Linked DNA regions of Sus scrofa: region 1 is linked to region 2. A link is a contact called in public Hi-C data. All regions are on one chromosome and are shown on one strand. The core of a region is the stretch at or near the end of the contact, and the rest is flanking DNA. Distances in the headings are between cores, read along the strand shown. Region 1 has its middle 10 kb from the start of GPR142. Region 2 holds the start of GPRC5C (G-protein coupled receptor family C group 5 member C).

Region 1 (4,175 bases), core at 536-3,035, 40 kb before region 2:
TAATTTTTAATTTTTTTGTTGTTATTTCCCCAGTTCATTTTTTTTTCCTACTGTACAGCATGGTGACCCAGTTACACATACATGTATACATTCTTTTTTCTCCCATTTTTACTGCTGGTTGCAGTAGCAGGATTCAGTGTAGGTTTTGAATCTTAAACATCATCTTTCTTCCTGGATTCTTGGAAGATCTTGATGTTTTTTGATTAAACTGTGATGAAAAATATCTGAAGACAAGTGTCTTTCTTCAAGAAGTTTCCCAGAGTTTGAAGTTCTCTTGTTGCACAGGGGGAACTTTCACATGCCAGAGGTGTGGCCAAAAAAGAAAAAAAAACAACCAGTTCCCCCAAGTCTGCTATAGATCTTTTAAATTCCACACTGACTGTATCTTTTATTTCAGAAGAGTTTCTCCTACTTTCTTAATCATGATTGGGTGTCTGGAGTTCCCATTGTGGCTCAGTGGTTAAAGAATCTGACTAGGAACCATCAGGTTGCGGGTTCGATTCTTGGCCTTGCTCGGTGGGTTAAGGATCCCTCTGCTGCTCATATTGGTTCTCAGACAGGAGAATAAATACATTGTTTGCCGAGTCTCCTGGACTCCCTTTAGTGCTCCCACCTCCAGCAGTGTTTTTCCATTCTACGCTGGGCTGAAAGTTTGCACAGCTTTCCAGCTTTGCCAAAGATGCCCTCTTATCTGCACCTACTTCCTATAGTTTCTTATGTGGCTGTCAGAGCCCCCAGGCCTGTTCTCACTTCCCCAGTCCCGCCCCTGCCCGCCCCACGCCACATCCAGTCCACTTCAGGCTAATTGGGTAAACCCACAGCTGCCCGTGTCGTCCTGGGATGGGTGGGGGCATGATAGGGACAAGAAGCCAGACTTTTGGAAGATCTGTTGTTTTCAGCAACCAGGCCCAGGGGAGGTGCCCCAGAGAGGAAGAGTATACTTATTTATTGAATTAAATGTTGAGCCCTTTGTCAGCCAGGTTATAGATGCGCTGGCAGGGACAACAGGACTGTCGTTGACATGGGGGTGTCTTGGGAATCTTGTGCCGCTCCCCCTTCCCGCCACCTCCCCTGAAGCCCAAACTCTGTCAGTGGGAAAATTTGGCCTCCTGGAAGGGTCCTGAGGCCCAGCTCCCCCTTTGGCCTGTATCTATGGGCTCAGACAGCAGGGGGCGCTGCAAGACTGGCGGGATGGACCGACGGGACCAGGAGCCCCAGGGGCAGGGCTTTAAGCCAGATTTCTAGGCGGATCTAAGTTATTGCAAAGAAACAGTGCCTGCCCCCTGTCCACAGCCAGCGGGGAGCACTGTGGAAGGCAGGGCTCAGCTGCTCCCTTTGTCCCTCTCCTCCACCCTGAAGCCACAGAAGCCACGTTCTCCTGCCAAGCTGGGGTTAGCCAGCGGGGGGCGGCAGGTCACTGCAGGTTTCTCAGATCCTTCCTGCGGTTGGAAAGGTTTCACAGCGTGGCACTGTGTGAAGGGCCCTTTCATTGTGCTCGTCCCTCCACCCTGCATGCGCAGGGTCCAGCCAGTCCCTCCTGCGGCCTCGGATCTGGCCGCCTGCCTTCCGTGCTCTGAAGAGCCCCAGGGCCTCAGTCAGTGACTCTGGGGTCCCAGGTTCCACCCAGATCCCACCCCTGGCCAGCGGTTCCTGTCCGTGGTGGCCACTTGGGCATCCTCCCCACCAAGGGAGTTTGAACGTTGGCATCAGCCCCACAGGACAAGGATGGAGGGAAAGGCGCCGGAAAGTGAGGAGGGAGGGAACCCCACAGTGAGTCATGAGCAGAGCTGGGACCCAGGGCAGAGGGGACCCAGGGTGGGGCTCCCAGGATGCTGCCTGCTCTCCAACCAGGAGATCCTAGGAGGCTTGGGGGGGGGGGCTCCGGGGGCACCTTTGGGGGCAAGGAGGCTGACCTAGGCCGGGGGGGGGGTGCCATGCTAGGGCCCTGGCCCTCTATTTAGGGAAGGAAAGGAGGAGGCCGATCCAGAGCCTCTTCTGACTGAGGCCAGCTCCAGCCTTCACACCTCTGCTCAACGAGCCAGTGGAGGGGAGCCGCCCGGCAGAGAAGGGGAGCCTCCCCCCCCCCCGGGGGGGCTCCCTCACTTTCTTGAAAGCAGAGGCGAGGCCATCCTCCAGGTCCCTCCTGGAGAACGTGGCTTAGGGCCGGACTTAGCCTCTCCGCTGCCAAGAGGTTAGAGTCACAGAGTCCCCACCTGCCCGCCTCTTTACCTGTTTCCTCCTTCTGGGCAGGAGCGGGGAGGGGGTGGTGAGGTCACAGTTGGTCCTCCCCAAAGTCACCTCCCACCCCTGACCCCAGGTCCCCATCCCCTAGGCCGGTGGGAGGAGTTGGGTCCTCCCTGTGGCCTTGGGAGCCCCTCCCACCGGATTGCCAGCGCCCCCCACCCCCCGCGCCCCCTCCCGTCTGCCCTCTCTCCGGGGCTGCTGGATGTGAAAGAGTTAACGAGGTCTGTGGTGGTGCCTTCCCGGACTCCTCCTAGAGGTATATTTAGCCGGCAGGGCCGGGCCGAGGGAGAGGAATGCTCAGATGCCCAGACGCGGTGGCCGCGGATCTGCCCCTCCCCTCCCCTCCCCCCCCACCCCCCGGAGGGTGGGGGCGGGACGGTGGGGGGAGGGGAGTTAGCGGAGGGAAAGGAGCAGGGAGGTGTGAGTTGGCTTTAAATGGAAGGCTATGGTCTCAGAGACGACTTTGAGGCCCCGGGAAGAGGACGGGGTGGAGGAGCCCTTTTCCAGGAAGAAGGACTGGGGGACCTAGTGGCTCAGGGATGAAGAAAAGAGGGCAGGGATCGGAGGTCAGAGGGCTCCTTGGTGAGGGGCGCTGGGGCTCGGGCAGGGCTGCTGGAAGTCCCTTCCACCTGCTGAAATGGCTGCTGGCCTGGGGCCAGGGAACATGGGAACTGGGGTCTATGTTGGGGTGTCCCTTCTGGGTCAGGTGCCCCCTGGGCTAGTGGCCAGAGATGAGATGGTTTGGGGAGCACCGCCCTGGGAACTGCATGTCCACTTTGGGACCACAGACCTGGCCTCCAGACATCCCGTGGGGTGGAGCTAGAGGAGAAGGGTTTTTCCAAGTTGTCCATCGAGAGGGCTTCCAAAGGCCCTACACTCAGGAGCTTGGTGTTTGAGAAGTGACTGGCAGGTGGGCTGATTGCTGCATATTTTTGACTTTAAGAGGGTGGAGGAGGAGTTTCCGTCATGGCTCAGTGGTTAATGAATCCAATTAGGAACCATGAGGTTGCAGGTTCAATCCCTGGCCTTGCTCAGTGGGTTAAGGATCCGGTGTTGCTGTGAGCTGTGGTGTAGGCCGGCGGCAACAGCTCTGATTCGACCCCTAGCCTGGGAACCTTCATATGCCGCAGGAGTGCTCCTAGAAATGGCAAAAAGACAAAAAAATAAAAAAATAAGAGGGTGGCGGAGCGAGTTAAGGACCTGGCATTATCACTGCAGTGACTCAGGTCACTGCTGTGGTGCAAGTTCAATCCTGGCCTGGGAACTTCCATGTGCCGCAGGTGCCAAGCAAAAAGCAAACAAACTGAAAAGCAAGTAATACAATCCCTCCAAGTCTGTGGACTTCTGGGAGGTTCAGTTCACAGGGACTATGTTTTGTCTGCATATTGTTTGTTTGTTTGTTTTTTCTTTTCTTTTTTCTTTCTTTCTTTCTTTTTTTTTTTTTTTTTTTTTTTTGCCACAGCCACAGTGTGTGGAAGTTCCCAGGCTGGGGATTAAACCCACCTCACAGCAGTAACCAGTGACAACTCCGGATTCTTAATCCACTGAGCCACCAGGGACTCCTCCTTTCAGACTTCTGAAGGCAAAATTTCTGGAACCCTAAACTGCAGCTCCTGCACCAGTACTCAGAGCATGCTCTCAGTAATTTTTTTTCATTCTTTCTTTCTTTTTTTTGTTTTTGTTTTTGTTTTGTTTTTTAGGGCTGCACCCACGGTATATGTAAGTTCCCAGGCTAGGGGTTGAATCAGAGCTGCAGCTGCTGGCATATGCCAAAGCCACAGCAATGCCAGGTCTGAGCTGTGTCTGTGACCTACACCACAGCTCACAGCAACACCGGATCCTTAACCCACTGAGCAAGGCTGGGGATCGAACTTCATGCATATTAGTTGGGTTCTTGTGTGTGTGTGTGTGTGTGTGTGTGTGTGTGTCTT
Region 2 (3,889 bases), core at 223-2,722:
TGCTGCAAGAGCCAGAGGCTTAACTCACTGAGCGAAGCCAGGGATTGAACCGGCATCCTCCTGGATACTAAGGATTCCTAACCCACCAGTCACAATGGGAACTCCTGCTCTTCCTCTTAATATTGAAAAGAACTGAAACAATTCAGTCTTTCACCACATTTCCCAGGCCAGCCAGCGAGGGCCAGGCGCAGGAAGAGGTACAGAGTTCTAGAAAACCAGGGCCCCAAAGCCAGTTCTGGCCGCTAAGCAAACCTTGCCTCCAGGAGTCCGAAAAGCTGGCCTGCGAGGGGAGGAGCCGGCCTGGGGTTTATCGCTCTGGCAGCTCCCGGTGATTCATTGAGTTTGACTTCTGGTTGTCATAGACTGAGACACGCAAACAAACTGCCCGGGAGGTACCCCTCCCCTCCCGGCGCCCTCCCTCCACCTTGCAACCCCCTCGCCCGTGACCAGCCGCCACCACCCCCGCCCCCTGGATTCCCGGCCCCCTCCCGGGTGCTCCCGGCTCACATGCCCAGCTGCCCGCCCCGCCACCGGCTGGCCCCAACTGCGCGCTGCTGGCGATCCCCCAGGCAACTCGGCGTCACGAGAACCAGCACCCCAGAGACCCGGCGCTCTGCCCTCCCTTCGCGTCCCCTGGGCCCCAGCCAGGCCCAGCAACCTCTCCCTTCTCGGTATGCCGCAGCCCCTCCGGGCCTCCGGCGCTAGCTAACTAGGCCCCGCTGGGCGCCCCCGGACAGCGCAGCCCACCTCCCGCGGAGCCTGCGGCCCCCGGGGAAGGCGGCCGGAAAATCTCTTGTTTACTGGGCGGGAGCGATCCCAGCTTGGATTCGCTTCCCCTTTTCGGCAGTTCCCCCTCTGCTGATCCTGGAGCCGGAGGGGAAAGGGTGGCAACTCGCTGATCCACCCGGGGATAGGTGGTGAGGGTGGGGCATGGGGAGGGGGTACCCGAACTCGTGGAAAAGTCCCCAGGCGGCGGGGGGATCAGGACTCGCTGTCAGGCCGATGTGTCCCAGAGCGCAGAGACCGCGGGAGCCGGTTTAAACGCTGTACCTCGGGGAACAGAATCGTGAAGGCTAATTAGGACAAGTCGGAACAGGGAACGGGGGCGCGGGGAGGAGAGCGCGCGCTAAGGTGTCGGGGCGATCGCAGGAAACTCAGGCGCCGGGCGGTCGGACCTAGGGCGACTTCTGCCCAGTGTCCTGAGTGATTCTGTGCCCGGCCCACGGCAGTGCTAGGGGCGCGCGCAGGGGCGATCCCACACAAACTTGGTGACCGAGTGCCGGGGAAGGATCGGACGTGCAAGAGGCGGACACTCTGTGTGTGTGTGTCCACGTGTGCAAAGTCGGGGAGGGGAGGGGGCACAGAAAGCGTGACACAAACAGACTTCGTGTCTGCGTGTGGGTCTCGCTCTAGCCCGGAGCAGCGAACTGTGGCCCGCGTGTGTCTCACGGGAGAGCCAGGACCAAGGTGACAAAGACTAGGAGTCCGCCACGGAGAGACGCACCAAGGTGGCCCCCGCGCGTGTCTGCGTGCGCGCACTGGGACGTGCGGAGAGGGAGAGCCCGCCCGCGAGGTGTGCTGGGCGGCACCCCAAACCGCTTTCCAGAGAGAAAGCCGAGTCCAGAAAGTGAGTGCGCGTGAGTGTGTGCGCGCGCCCGCGTGCGGGGGCGTGGCAGTAAACAGCAACAACCCACAAGCCAGCTTGGCCAGAAACTCCGATCTCCCTCCGAAGCCGGAAAGTGCGACTCGTCCGCAGCCCGGAGGTGAGTCGGGGGTGGGGTGGGGTGGCGTGGGAGGAGGGCTGGCCGGGCTTTGTTACTGTGTAAGCGGATCGCACGTACCTGGAGCGCTGCGGGCGCCCGATAAGCGCCTGAATGGAGGTGATGTCACGGTGATGCAGACGCCGGCCCACCCTCGCTGAGAGAAAGGAGCCGAGCTTGGGGAGAGGCCAGCGCGAGAGCAAGCGACGGAGCGAGGCCAGCTCAGCCCGGGTCCCGCGGAGAGGCAGGCCGTGCGCCCCGATCCCCTGCCGGGGCCCCGCCACTCCAGGTCCCGGCTGGGCCTGGCCCCGCGCCCTACCCGGAGTCCCTCCCACCCCTGCGTGCGCCCCGCCTGGAGTTGGCCCCAAACGCCGCGCCGGAGCTGGGCAGGCGGCGCGTCCCAGGTAAGGGCTGTTGCCTTCCCGCTCCGCCCTCGCCTTGGCCGCCCGGAAGAGTAGGGTCGGGTCGGACTGGTGGGGAGTGGGCGAAGGTAGAGGCCCCAGGGGTGGAGAACCCGGGGGCGGAGGACGCCGATCCTACTCCGCTCGGTCTCAGAAACTTTCCGAACACGAGCGGGCTGGGGACTAGGGGTGTGGGAAGCCCGGCGCTGCGGCTCCGCGTTGGCGGCGAGGGAGAGCTGCACCATCAGGGTCTCCAAGGACTGCCCTCCCCAGCCTCCGCGCCTCTCTGCGCGAGTCCACGGTCAATAGCGACCAGGGGGCTGGCGTCCTCTCTGCTGGCCGCTACCTTGGTTGAGGAGGGCAGGTTTCTGTGGTCAGAGGAAATGGGGGAGGCTGGCTCCCCTGCTCTCCGCCATCCAGACGCGCGTGGGAGTAGATCCCAGCACCGGGGCGGAGTAGGGAGGGGAGGGCTCAGAATTTGCCTTCGAGAAGTTCGCAGTTTCGGTCAAAGACCCTTTACTCTTGGCAGCGTGGCTTCCAGATGCCTTTCCTTTCCCCGCTCCTCCCCGCCCCCCGCGGAGTTTCCTGCCCTTCCCAGCCGCGGGGGTTGAATTGCTTCCCTCCACCCCTAGACCCCCTGCAGTTTTAAACCCAGCAAAACCCCTCCACGGTCTTGATCCTGAAGCAGGGGGACCAGAATATGTTGAAATTGGCTTTTGTGCTCCTGCCAGTTCTCTCTCTGCCTTTATTTGTGGCCGGGGGGTGGGGTGGGGTGGGGTGGAGTGGCAGGAGGGGAATGGTGCGCCTTCCCGAGAGGCTAAGATCGGGACCTTGGTTTGAAGACCCAAGAGTTTGAGAATGCTCAGGGAATTGGGGGCCAAATGCCCACCGTCGGTGTGAAGATCTAGGCTGGGATTCCAGGAAGCCCTCTAACTCCCCTCCCCACCCCAGAGGTAGCTCCTTACAGGCACCTCTCTTCTTATTGGTTGGTTTAAACACCAGAGCCCCGAGAGCAGAGTTGGTTAGATGACAGGACCTAACCTGGAGGGGGGAGAGAAAGAAGGAGATGGATGGGAGAAGGGGAGGAGGTGGGGAGGCTCTCAGTGGTGGGTCTGTCTGTCTTCACCGGCAGCTAAGTGTTGGCAGACGGGGGAGGAAGGAGCACGCTCTCTGGCCTCTTTGGGTGACCTTCAGTGCCTCTGAGAGGGGCCTTTAAGGGGTCATGGCATCCTTGAAGGTGACCACTGGCTGTGGGTCTGTATGATATTCTGGGGGGGATACAGACCGGGAGCATCATGAAGCCCACGTTGCTCTTTTTAGGGTGGTTGCTAGACTTCTGTGTGGACGGTCTGGGAGTGAGGAAGGAGGTTCTGGAAAGATGGGAAGACCCGGCTGCCTCATCCTTGCTTGCTATGTGAAGCCCAGTCAGGGCTGGCTGGGCCTCTGAGCCCACCACTCTGCTGAAGGCCCTCTGCCTCCCCCTGGAGAGGGAAAGAGGGAGGAAGGGGGGATTCTGGAACTGGATTGGGCTGACTCAGACCTGGGGCGCGGGGGTGGGGGTGTTGAGTGGCTGAGCCCCAGGACAGGCCGATTTCAGAGGTGATTAAAAATATTTGTGTAACTGATTCCAGGGAGGTGAAGCAAAAGGGCCCCTTTGTCCAGAAAATAATCTGCAGCTGGGGAGCTGGGCTGAGCTGCAGCTGCGGTGTGGGGGGAAAATCATGGTCC

What was found. A called contact is a pair of places that touch in the nucleus more often than the background predicts.
Region 1: a Hi-C map of skeletal muscle shows a contact between it and region 2, with 6 times the contacts expected there. The contact joins the enhancer-like site here to the promoter of GPRC5C in region 2. A contact is called at or near these places in 9 of 47 Hi-C or Micro-C datasets (embryonic fibroblasts, epiblast stem cells, heart right ventricle and 3 more) and 1 of 2 datasets of contacts at active chromatin or transcription factors (skeletal muscle).

What each region holds. Positions count from the first base shown.
Region 1 is chr12:6,753,056-6,757,230 of Sscrofa11.1, reverse strand. No RefSeq gene overlaps it. Among named protein-coding and RNA genes, the nearest start is that of GPR142, 10 kb to the left of the region's middle. Within about 2 kb of position 1,785, at least 32 of the 83 cell types and tissues checked have an H3K27ac peak or open chromatin away from gene starts, as enhancers often do. A contact at or near this core is called in embryonic fibroblasts, epiblast stem cells and skeletal muscle, where this site is marked.
Region 2 is chr12:6,712,862-6,716,750 of Sscrofa11.1, reverse strand. It overlaps GPRC5C (G-protein coupled receptor family C group 5 member C), which reads left to right and starts at 1,472. Exons shown (of 6, transcript XM_021068072.1): 1 at 1,472-1,763; 2 at 1,901-2,164. The coding sequence starts at 1,472.